Linked DNA regions of Mus musculus: region 2 is linked to region 1. Evidence: chromatin contacts called from public HiChIP or PLAC-seq data. All regions are on one chromosome and are shown on one strand. Each heading gives the region's core, a stretch centred on a gene start, on an enhancer-like site or on the middle of the called end of the contact. The rest is flanking DNA. Distances are from core to core; before and after follow the strand shown.

What was found. HiChIP or PLAC-seq counts read pairs in DNA pulled down with a chosen protein or histone mark.
Region 2: an H3K4me3 HiChIP or PLAC-seq map of bone marrow-derived macrophages shows a contact between it and region 1, with 5 times the contacts expected there. The contact joins two enhancer-like sites.

What each region holds. Positions count from the first base shown.
Region 1 is chr12:110,501,466-110,506,279 of GRCm38.p6, forward strand. The region is part of intron 3 of Ppp2r5c (protein phosphatase 2, regulatory subunit B', gamma); the gene reads left to right. Among named protein-coding and RNA genes, the nearest start is that of Gm19605, 18 kb to the left of the region's middle. Within about 2 kb of position 2,051, at least 182 of the 459 cell types and tissues checked have an H3K27ac peak or open chromatin away from gene starts, as enhancers often do. A contact at or near this core is called in bone marrow-derived macrophages, where this site is marked.
Region 2 is chr12:111,427,725-111,432,538 of GRCm38.p6, forward strand. Exoc3l4 (exocyst complex component 3-like 4) reads left to right here. Exons shown (of 14, transcript NM_001289487.1): 10 at 196-310; 11 at 734-853; 12 at 933-1,085; 13 at 1,691-1,812; 14 at 2,945-3,956. The coding sequence ends at 3,128. Among named protein-coding and RNA genes, the nearest start is that of Tnfaip2, 13 kb to the right of the region's middle. Within about 2 kb of position 2,852, at least 206 of the 459 cell types and tissues checked have an H3K27ac peak or open chromatin away from gene starts, as enhancers often do. A contact at or near this core is called in bone marrow-derived macrophages, where this site is marked.

The sequences.
Region 1 (4,814 bases), core at 801-3,300:
ATTCTGTACCTGCAAGGAGACGGTGTGTTGGTGAGGATCCAGGGAACATTCTGCTCAGACATATAGATATTGTCTGGTATGGGGGGAGAAGATGACCCGGGGAGCACTCTGTTCACACATACAGACATAATGTGTGTTGATGAGGATCCAGGAGCACTCTGCTCACCTGGGTAGATATTGTGATGGTTGGTGGGGACCTGGGAGCACTCTGCTCACCTGGGTAGATATTGTGATGGTTGGTGGGGACCTGGGAGCACTCTGCTCACTTGGGAAGACATTGTGATGATTGGTGAGGACCTGGGAGCACTCTGCTCACATATGCAGACATTGTGTGAATTGATGAGGACCTGGGAGCACTCTGCTCACATATGCAGACATTGTGTGTTTTGATGAGGACCTGGGAGCACTCTGCTCACATATGCAGACATTGTGTCTATTGATGAGGACCTGGGAGCACTCTGCTCACATATGCAGATGTTGTGTCTATTGATGAAGATCATCATTACTAGAAGATGCTGAGCAGGACACATGCTCTACTCTGGGAAAGCCACAAAGTTTGGCTTAGCAATAAGTCAAGACCCCAAACAGTTGCTTACCTCCTCTCAGAAAGGCTCTCTCCAGCCTGTCACGTTGCACAGCTGGACATTATGAAGGGCCATTCAGCTAAATCTGACTGAGCTTCATCTCATGGCCCAGTTGAGGTGGCCTGTTCTTTGGTGGCCATCAATGGTAGAGGCAACCATTAGCTCCTGCTGCCAGCACTGGGAAGGAGATGAGGAGTGGAAACTTTAAAACCTTGTGTGTTGTTTTCAAGTAGGCTGTCCAAAAGCTGAGTTGGGCTTTCGTAGTTACAGTTTGTCCCTCCTTCCTGAGGCTGTAGTGCCTGCCCAGTCAAGGGTGAGAATTCTTACAGGGCGGCCTCTGTAGGGTGGACATGGTTGGGGGCCTGGCAGAGAAGTGTGGGTGGGTGGGTGATAAGGGGTTGGTTGTATGTCTGTCGGGGCTTTCCTTTGAGTGTTCACTTGTCAGACATTTCTGAGCACATTTGTACTGTTAACAGTTTCAAGTGAGCAGCAAATGGCAGTGGTGCCAGGGGAGTAGCTGTGTGGCACGGGGGTGATGGTGCCGTGTGGCACAGGGTGAGAACTCTCCCAGGGATGTTCACAGCCTGGGGAGAATCGCCCCTTGAGCTGTGGGGAAGATGTGCACTGGTTTCCCTTTATTCATTTGTTAGTTTTACTTGTTTTACCACAAGTGAAATGCTGTCTTTGCTACGTTGCTATTAATGCCTTGATGTGTATAAAAAGCTCACATTTACCAAGGCGTGGGACATTTTGTTACTTTCTTGCTACTTCCATAAGAGAATTTGATATGGCAGAAGCGATCAGAACATCTGCACAAAGCTATCGATGAGTGGCAGTCTCAAGTGGTCTGGGCTGGTCTTGGAAATGTCCAAGATGACCCTGCCCTCCTGTCCTCACGCTGAGTACTGAGACTGCAGGCGTGCTCCACCATGCTGAGCTCAGCAGCAGTGTCCTAACGGAGGAACTGGACAGAGTACAGAACTGATTCACATTTGAGTGGAGTTTGGTTGGATTTTGTTTGGTTGTTGGTTGTTTTGTTCTTGTTTTATGGCATTGGAGGTGTGGGGATGCAACTGTGAGTCCATTGTCTGTAAGATGGGAGATACACACACACACACACACACACACCACACACACACACACACACACACACACACACACACACACTATCCCTTTAGAATGTTCCTAAAGTAAGAGAATGAATTTGCCTATTGTTAACATCCATACAGAAATGTTCTTATCTGAGCTGCAATCATACGGTGTACATTCAGAAGTGAAGCTTTATAGAACCTGGGGCCTGGGACCCACAGAGAGAGTCTAACACTGGGATCTTTAGTCCTTCATCTTACTTCCAACGCTGCTGTCTTCGTATTCTGTTGCTGTGAAGAGACACCACGGCCACCACCACAACTCTTACACAGGAAAGCATGTAATGAGGGCTGGCTCACAGTTTCAGAGAGTTAGCCCACTATCATCATGGGACTGGAGCGGTTGCTCAGAGCTCTACTTCCTGGTTCACAGGCACAGTGAGACTGGGCCTAGCGTGGGCTTTTGAAACCTCAGAGCCTACTCCCAAGTGACACAGTTCCTCCAACATGGACACACCCACTGCAGAAAGGACACAGCCCTAATCAGCTAGGGACTAAGCATGCAAACACATGAGCCTGTGTTGGCCATTCTTACTCAAGCCACCATAGCTGGCAAGGGTCAGCAAAGGCTGGGAGGAAAGGGTCACTTGCTTGGTCAATTGGTCTGTCTGTCTGTCTGTCTGTCAATCAGTCTGTTTTCCCAGTAGAAAAAAAGAACATAACCATGGGCATTAAAGTCACGTTCTTTTTCCTTGTTGAGTGGACGGCTGGAAACCCGAACTGCACACTTGGCTGAGTAATTAACCAAAGTGAGGATGATTTGTGGTACCCTCTCCTCTGTCCTGTGGGATGGCCACAGGGCCTCCAGATGTGGTCAGCATGCACCACAGTTGGCAACACCAGAGAAGATTTTGAAGTGATTCATAGTTGAATGTTATTTTGTTTAGTAATTATACACTAACAAATGTGACGGTGTGTAATTAGCACATTAAATCTCTGATTTCTTGGGTTACTGTTGCTTAGGCTGGGACTTAGTCAAAAGTGTGTCCACTGGAAGGAGAACTCGGGCAAAGGCCTGGCCTTGGTGCTGTGGTGAGAGACTCAGAGGAGGGTTGGCAAGCGGCTGGAGCAGGGCCTTCGGGACCGAGAGGTCGGGTTCAGCCTGCGAATGCTGCTCTGAGGACAGCTCCTCAGCCTCCCTCACACGGGGGGCCTCAACGCAGGGGTGCCTGTCCCAGGAGTCACACTGGCCTGCAGGGTCAGACTGCAGAGCCAACTGGTCCTGCCTCCAGCCTTTGTCTGCTGGTGCAGCTTTTGCTCATGAACCCTTAACTAGTGTGGCCCCGAGCAGGTTACCGAGTATGTTGGTGCTCCACAAAATGACCACGGAAGTGGCTCCCTGCAGAAGAGCTATGGGTCTTGAACAAGGTGAGGGGTGTGAATGCTTGGCCTGGGTCTACAACATACTAAAATCACTAGCCCCACTTAACGGAGCCTGACTGCCGGCGCTTCCATTTCTGGATGACTGTCTGGGCCTCAACATTGCCCCCAAGTAGTTGTGTGGCCAGACTGTTGAGGTGTGAAGTCAGATGTTAACAAGCCTAGCTGCCCTCCTGTGCCCTCTCTCACAGCCCTCTGCAGGCTCTGAGTCAGCCCCACCAGCACAAGCGTGTCACTGAGAAGCCCCTGGTGGGCTTCCCAGACTGCCTGGGAGTGAGGAGGCCAGCCTTGAATCAGAGGCTGTAAGAAGGCAGGGCTGAGATTCCTGGCTGTCAGTTTGACAAAAGTGTTAATAGGGTCACTGAGTTACTGAAAATGTCTGGTCTGATCACGTGGCTGGAGATTCTGTGGGCTCCTTTGGAGAAGCCACAATATTTGCAAGTCAGTCCCACCCTTCCCTGTGAGGCTGAGTTAGGTAATTGTCTGCTCTTTCTCAGGAGATTGTTAGGGTTGTCTGACAACAGGATGTTTATACCGCACAGCCTTAAAGGTCAAATTTGCATGAAAGTGTCTTGTCTCCTGTTCTCTCTTCACTGGGTCTGGGAGTTCTGTTCCAGCTGTCAGTACTGGATTGAAAGTTTTCAGTGGTCTGCACTCTGACTAAACGTGGTCCAGTCAGGACAGGTGCATCCTTGGTGTGGCCTCCACCTGAGAAGCTGAGCAGGTGCTGTGTTGTATCTGGACTACAGCCTCATTTGGCAGCATCAGAGACCTCGTGTGATGCTACACTTGACAGCAGTATTTCCAGAACAGGCTACTCAGAAACCTTTCTCAAAATTGAAGACCCAGAAAGCACGCCAGACCAGGCATATAGCTCAAGTGGAGTACCTGTCTGGCTTGCCAGAGGCCCAGGAGAAAAAGAAAAGAAACTATAGGACAATCCCACAGTTTGACATTTGAGTGTAGAGGCTGTTAGACCTGAGATCAGGCAAGAGGGGACAACCCTAGAGGTCCACTGTCATCCCCCGCCTCTGCATCTTTTAAAATTTAAAATACAAAGGCATGAGATATGAGCCTCTGCCACAGGACTGGCTAGGGGCTGGAGACCCTCGGGCATCTTCATGCAGTATGCAGTAAGACGTAAGTTTGCTTCTCTGGGAACCTTGGGTGGAAGTGGAACCATCTTGTTAGGGACTGTTCTGTCCAAAGGTGAATTTGCTGGAAGCTTTGAGGGAGCCTCAAATCTTACAACTTCCTCTCAGAGCGGGTCTGTTCACTTGTGACTCTGGAACCTCAGAGAAGGAAGGGGCTCAGGTGAGGGTCTGGTGGGACACTGCTCAGCTTCTGTGTCTGGGACTGTACTCAGGACATTCCCGGTGAGGAAAGGTGCCATCTTTGGGGACTTGGAACCTCTGATTCCAGTTCCTCTGATGACCTAGAACCAGGACACTGAATATTGGAGCATTCCCGGCCTTGGGCAGTGTGGGCGTATTGGCCACAACCGTCTAAGGAAGGGATGCCTGGCTCTGGCAGGCACAGGAGACAGTGCAGGGCTGAGCAGCAGCTGTGGACTTCCCAGGAGCAGAGATGTTTTGTAGACCTGAAGTCTCCACAGGCCACAGGACTTTGGCTGAGTGCCAAGTCTAGCTACCCTGTGGTCCCTAAAGGGTGTGGGTGAGGCAGCCCCTGGGCACCTCCCACA
Region 2 (4,814 bases), core at 1,602-4,101, 930 kb after region 1:
AATGATGTTATGGTTGGGGGGGTCACCACAACACAAGGAACTGCGTTGGGAAGAATAAGAACCGCTGAAAAATGAACGAACGGGAGGCAGACCAGTGCCTTGCCCAGCCTGCAGGGGTGTGCCCCGGGGGAGGGGTCTTGCTCCTCTGCCTGTTTTTCTGTTTCCAGCTCACTCCGTGTCTTGGCTCCTCCCCAGAACCAGTCTTCTGGCCAGGTTCCCAGGAACCATAAAGGAACTGGAGAAACCCCTAGTGGCTGCCACCAATAGCTTCCAGAAACATTTGCTCCAGATTGTACAGCAAGACATGCAGGTGAACTGGACACTTCTGTGCGCCCCCCTCCCTGCCCCCCGCAACCCCGGTACCCATCTGTGCTCTAAAGTCCAGGCCTAGGTCACACCATTCTTTTGCCCTCTGTGAGTTCTCCCAGAGCAAGGGTGGGTGGGAAGCACTCACCAACCCACTGCTGCTCCTTCTGTTCAGTGGGGTGGTGGGCCAAGAAATAAGGCCTTAAAGCTCCTTGACCAGACAGACACTCAAGGTGCACCCAGCACACACCCTAAGCAGGGCCTGACAAGACTCTTAGACTTTTCCATACCCATTGGAGGAAGCATTATGGGAAGGACCTAGTGATAAAACCTGTGCCTAGAAAAGAGGGCTGCACCAGGGAGCCCAGCACGGAAGGGGGTTAGAAACGGTGAACAGAGCTCACTTCCCATGCCCTTCTGTCCCCAGCCTCTATTTAAGGTGCTATATACCAAGAGCTGGCTCACACAGGACACACTTCGTCCCCTCATGGACAAAGTGGTGGACTTTGCACATCATCTTGAGCATGTGACCCCACCACTGGCACAGGTACCAGGAAGTGGGTGGCTGGCATGGGTGTGCAGAGCCCATGGCTTTGATCCTGACCACTACCATCTCCCTCTCCCAGGAGACACTGCAGGAGGTGCACCGTTTTGTGGTCCGCGAATACCTGGGGCAGGTGCTGAGGCCCCACGAGAGGTTCAGTGGCCAGGATCGACTGAAGGGCTCTAATAAGATGAACCTGGATGCCCAGGCCATTAGCAACACCTTCCAGGGCTTGGTAGGAGCAGCGTCTGACTGTCAATCGGGCTCAGTCTCTGGCCAGCAAACCCAGCCAGGAACCCCCTATTCTGTTGTTTTCATCCTGTAAAGAGCCCTCACGGCGGGTGAAGCAGGAGAAAAGAGCTTCCACTAGGCGGTTCTTCAGACTCCACAGGGAAAATGGCAGTGGGGCTAGACTCTAAAGGGGCGGGCACAGGAGGGGGTTTCACTTTACATTGTATTTGCATACATTTGTGGGTGAAGGCAAAGAAGGAATGAAGGTTATGATGGGCAAGGTCTGTGGGAGATCTTTCCCCTCTCGGGAGCACTTTGAGCCCAAACCCCTTATCTGGGCTGCTGGCCTCCTACTGGTGACAGGTTCCAATCAGCACTTTCCTGGTCAGGGCTCGGATTTCCCGTCTGTGCAGACAGGAAGAAAACTCTCCAGAGTCACCGCAGATGTGGTCTGTGGAATCTTATTCCCTGACTCCGTGGAATCTTCTTATGGGCAAGCCACCCGCGGCAGACACACGGGAAGGGTGTTTCTGGGCACTACAGGAGAGGTTTGTAGGCAGAGACTCCTTGGGGGAGATGAACCACGCACATATCTCCCTGTTTCCTTAGGGCTCTGAAGCCAAGTGGCTGGACCAAGCCATCCTGTCTGTGGCTGAGATCCTGGGCGAGACATACAAAGACGACATCCGGCGGCACCTGGAAACACTTATACGGAGCTACCCGGACATCAGGTTAGCAGATCCTCCTTCCCTCCTAGAGTCAGGGGTCACTGGAACCTGGCACTCGCGCCTTTAGCAAAGTGAGTGCAGGCGTGGAACGGAGGGAAGAGCGAGCTTGTCAGGGCCGAGAGAACTGTGGCTTAGTCGGGAAGCGAACCGCGACGGACCCGTGTGCGCATGCCCGCGAGGAAGGCGCACAGGGACCGCAGGCAAGAGGACCATCCCCTCCCTCGTGTTCTCCACCATCTGTGGACGGCGTGGCTCCACTCTCGGGCTCAAACCCTCTCTGGAAGCTCTCTGAGGCCTCGGCAGCCATGAGGAGGCTCGTGTGGGGCAGTGAATCATCAGAGCCCTTGGAAATCCCGGCTTGGCTCTCTCCAGTGCTCTCGGAGATTCCGGGATGGAAAGATCACTGAAAGCCCCTGGTCCAGCCCCTTCTCTGGCTCCTTGCTGCTCGCAGCTTGTTTGTTCTGGTAGATTTTGAATACGGACAACAACGACCCGACCCCGTTAGTTCCTTCTAAGTTTTCAGTTTCCCTACCGCTCCTCGGGGGTTCCCCAACTGGTGTTTGGCCCTTCCTCCCTGGCTCCAAAAGTGGTCTTGGATGGCTGCGGGGAAGCAGTGGGGACGCAGTGACTCAGGGTGCCCCTTTGTACCTATTCCACCCACGTCCACCCCTCCACCACTTCACCTGTCACCCTACACCCCCACCACGCTCTGTCTTGCACACTGTGAGGACATTCCCCAACCTGCCGCCTGGCCTGGCCTGGCCTGGCCTCTACCTCCCTAGCATTCTGCCAGTTTCTGGAGCCTTCCCTAGATCAGAGTTCTTGCGTTGCCTCTGCACAGAGCTTCTTTCCGCTGTGCGCATGCCCCCTCCCCTGTCTCATGTCTGTGTGTTCTAGGTCCAGTTACTGTGCACCTCCAGGCCCACACTCCCGCCTCCTTGCCTCCTTTTAGAGCCCCATCCCCTCGCAGCCTGGGATAGTCCCAGCCTTTCAGCCTCCCTAATCCAGCTCCAGGAATGCTGAATCATACTTCCTCCCAAGCCTGGGTTCCTGCCCTCCCGGGGGTGGGGGCGGGGCAAGAGCTGAAGGGTACCAGGGGGCACCGCTCTGCAGTGGGGAACCTATGTCTCTACAGGCGAGACCACATTCTGGCCATTCTGGCACTACGCAGACTCGGCCGCCGCCGGAACCAGAATCTCTTGCAACACACCCAAGACTTGCTGAGGGCTGCCCACGAGACCAGGCTCCCCTCACACCACGTGCTCTTCGAGGAGATCGAAGTGCCCACCTCTGTGGACGTGCTAATCACCTGCATCTAGGGCTGAAGGGCGAGCAGGAGCCTCGTTGGCCGAGGATCTGTCACCCTCTCCATGACTGACCCCAAGTTGGGAGCCCAGTGAGTCACTCTGGCCCTACCCCCAGCACTGAAGCCTGGGGACATGGAATTTTTGGTCTCAGCTGCCTGGCTGCTCAGCCAGAGGAGCCAGGAGATGAGGCATTCCGGGCATTTGTGGGGGAGTCTTTTGGGGCTGCGGAGTCTCCTTTCAGGACTTCAGGCCAGGGAAGGCTTCCCTTTCTAACTGCTCAGCACATCCACACTGTAGTGCGAAGCTGAGGATTCTAAAAATAAATGTGAATTAAAATAGTGTACAAGGTTGGGCAAGCTAAGCTGGTTGGGAGAGGTGATGCTGGATTGAATGTATGGGAGGACCGAGCCAGTCCTGAGCTGGAAAAGCCCCTGCCTGCCTCAGCAGATCAAAACAGGAGCCTTGGCTCTCCCTTCAAAGGTTGTGCTCCCAGCACCCACAGGGCGATAAACAACCGTCCTCAACTCCAGTTCCAGAGGACCAAACGCCCTCTCTGGCCTCTGTGAGTGTGAGCTTGTGCTGAACACAGACATGCAGGCAGGCAAGACACGTGTGCATAAAGGAAAACTAAATACATTTTAAAAGCAACAACAAAGCAAAGGCAGACCCCACACCCTGGGTCCCTAGCCTCAGACACCACGTTGGTCTTGCCCAGAAGGGGTAGACAGCCCTCAGCCTCTTGCTAGGCACCTGAGCCCTCGTGAGCACCGGTTCTGCAGCTTGCAGTATTCTAGTTTCATGTAGGAGGGACTCTCAAGCAATAAAATTTGCCAGGTCACTGTGTGGTGGTGGTGTACAGGTGGAAAGGTAACCATGCCTCGGGTACATTTCCAGGAGACAGTGCACCTGCTTCCCTAGACAACTTGAAATTTGTCTATAGCCTGTAGGCAAAGGCTGGAGACCTGTTTTCATTGTTGGCTCCAATTCCCAGGGAATATGTGAGCCAAACCAGGATTTACAGAGTTGATGGCACGGGGCTGTGATGGCTTTCTTACTCTACTGTTCCCCAGCAGACTGCCACTGTAGCTTTGGGCTTGACCCTGACACTAGCTTATGTGGGGATAAGTAATTGCATGTGGTCTGGGGTCCCAAAAGCCCTGTGAAGTTTCCCTCCTCAAGTGTATAAGACCAGGGTTCTAAAATGCTGCAGTGTGAGGGAGGTGGGCAAAGCATCTCTCCCTGCTCTCCCAGGCCCCTCCCTCCCCTGTGTTGGGGGAGGGGGTTGGTGGACAAAGCCATGTCTGAGTCTGCTGGGAGCCCAGGGATAGATTCCCCGGGAATTCTTACTTCCTTCTAGGAGCAGGGGTCAGGGGTGGATGCCTGACACCACTGTGTGTATCAGGGCTGGATGCCAGCAGCAGGTCCAGACCTGGGGAGGACTAGAAGGGGAAGCAGGGAGGGGAGGGAGGGCAGGAATGAGGAAGTGCATTGCTAAGTTTCCCAGGCTCCAAAGCCAGAGGTGAAGGCCAGGAACTCGTTCCTGTTGATGACTGATGAAGCAGTTTTTCCTGCTGGCAGGGAAACGAGGCCTATAGAGAGCAAGTGGCCTGGAAACCTCATAACCTGGAGTTCAGGTGTGAGAGGCTCCGCAATCATAGAGAGGGGGGTGATATTTCACAGGCCAGGCATCCCAACTGG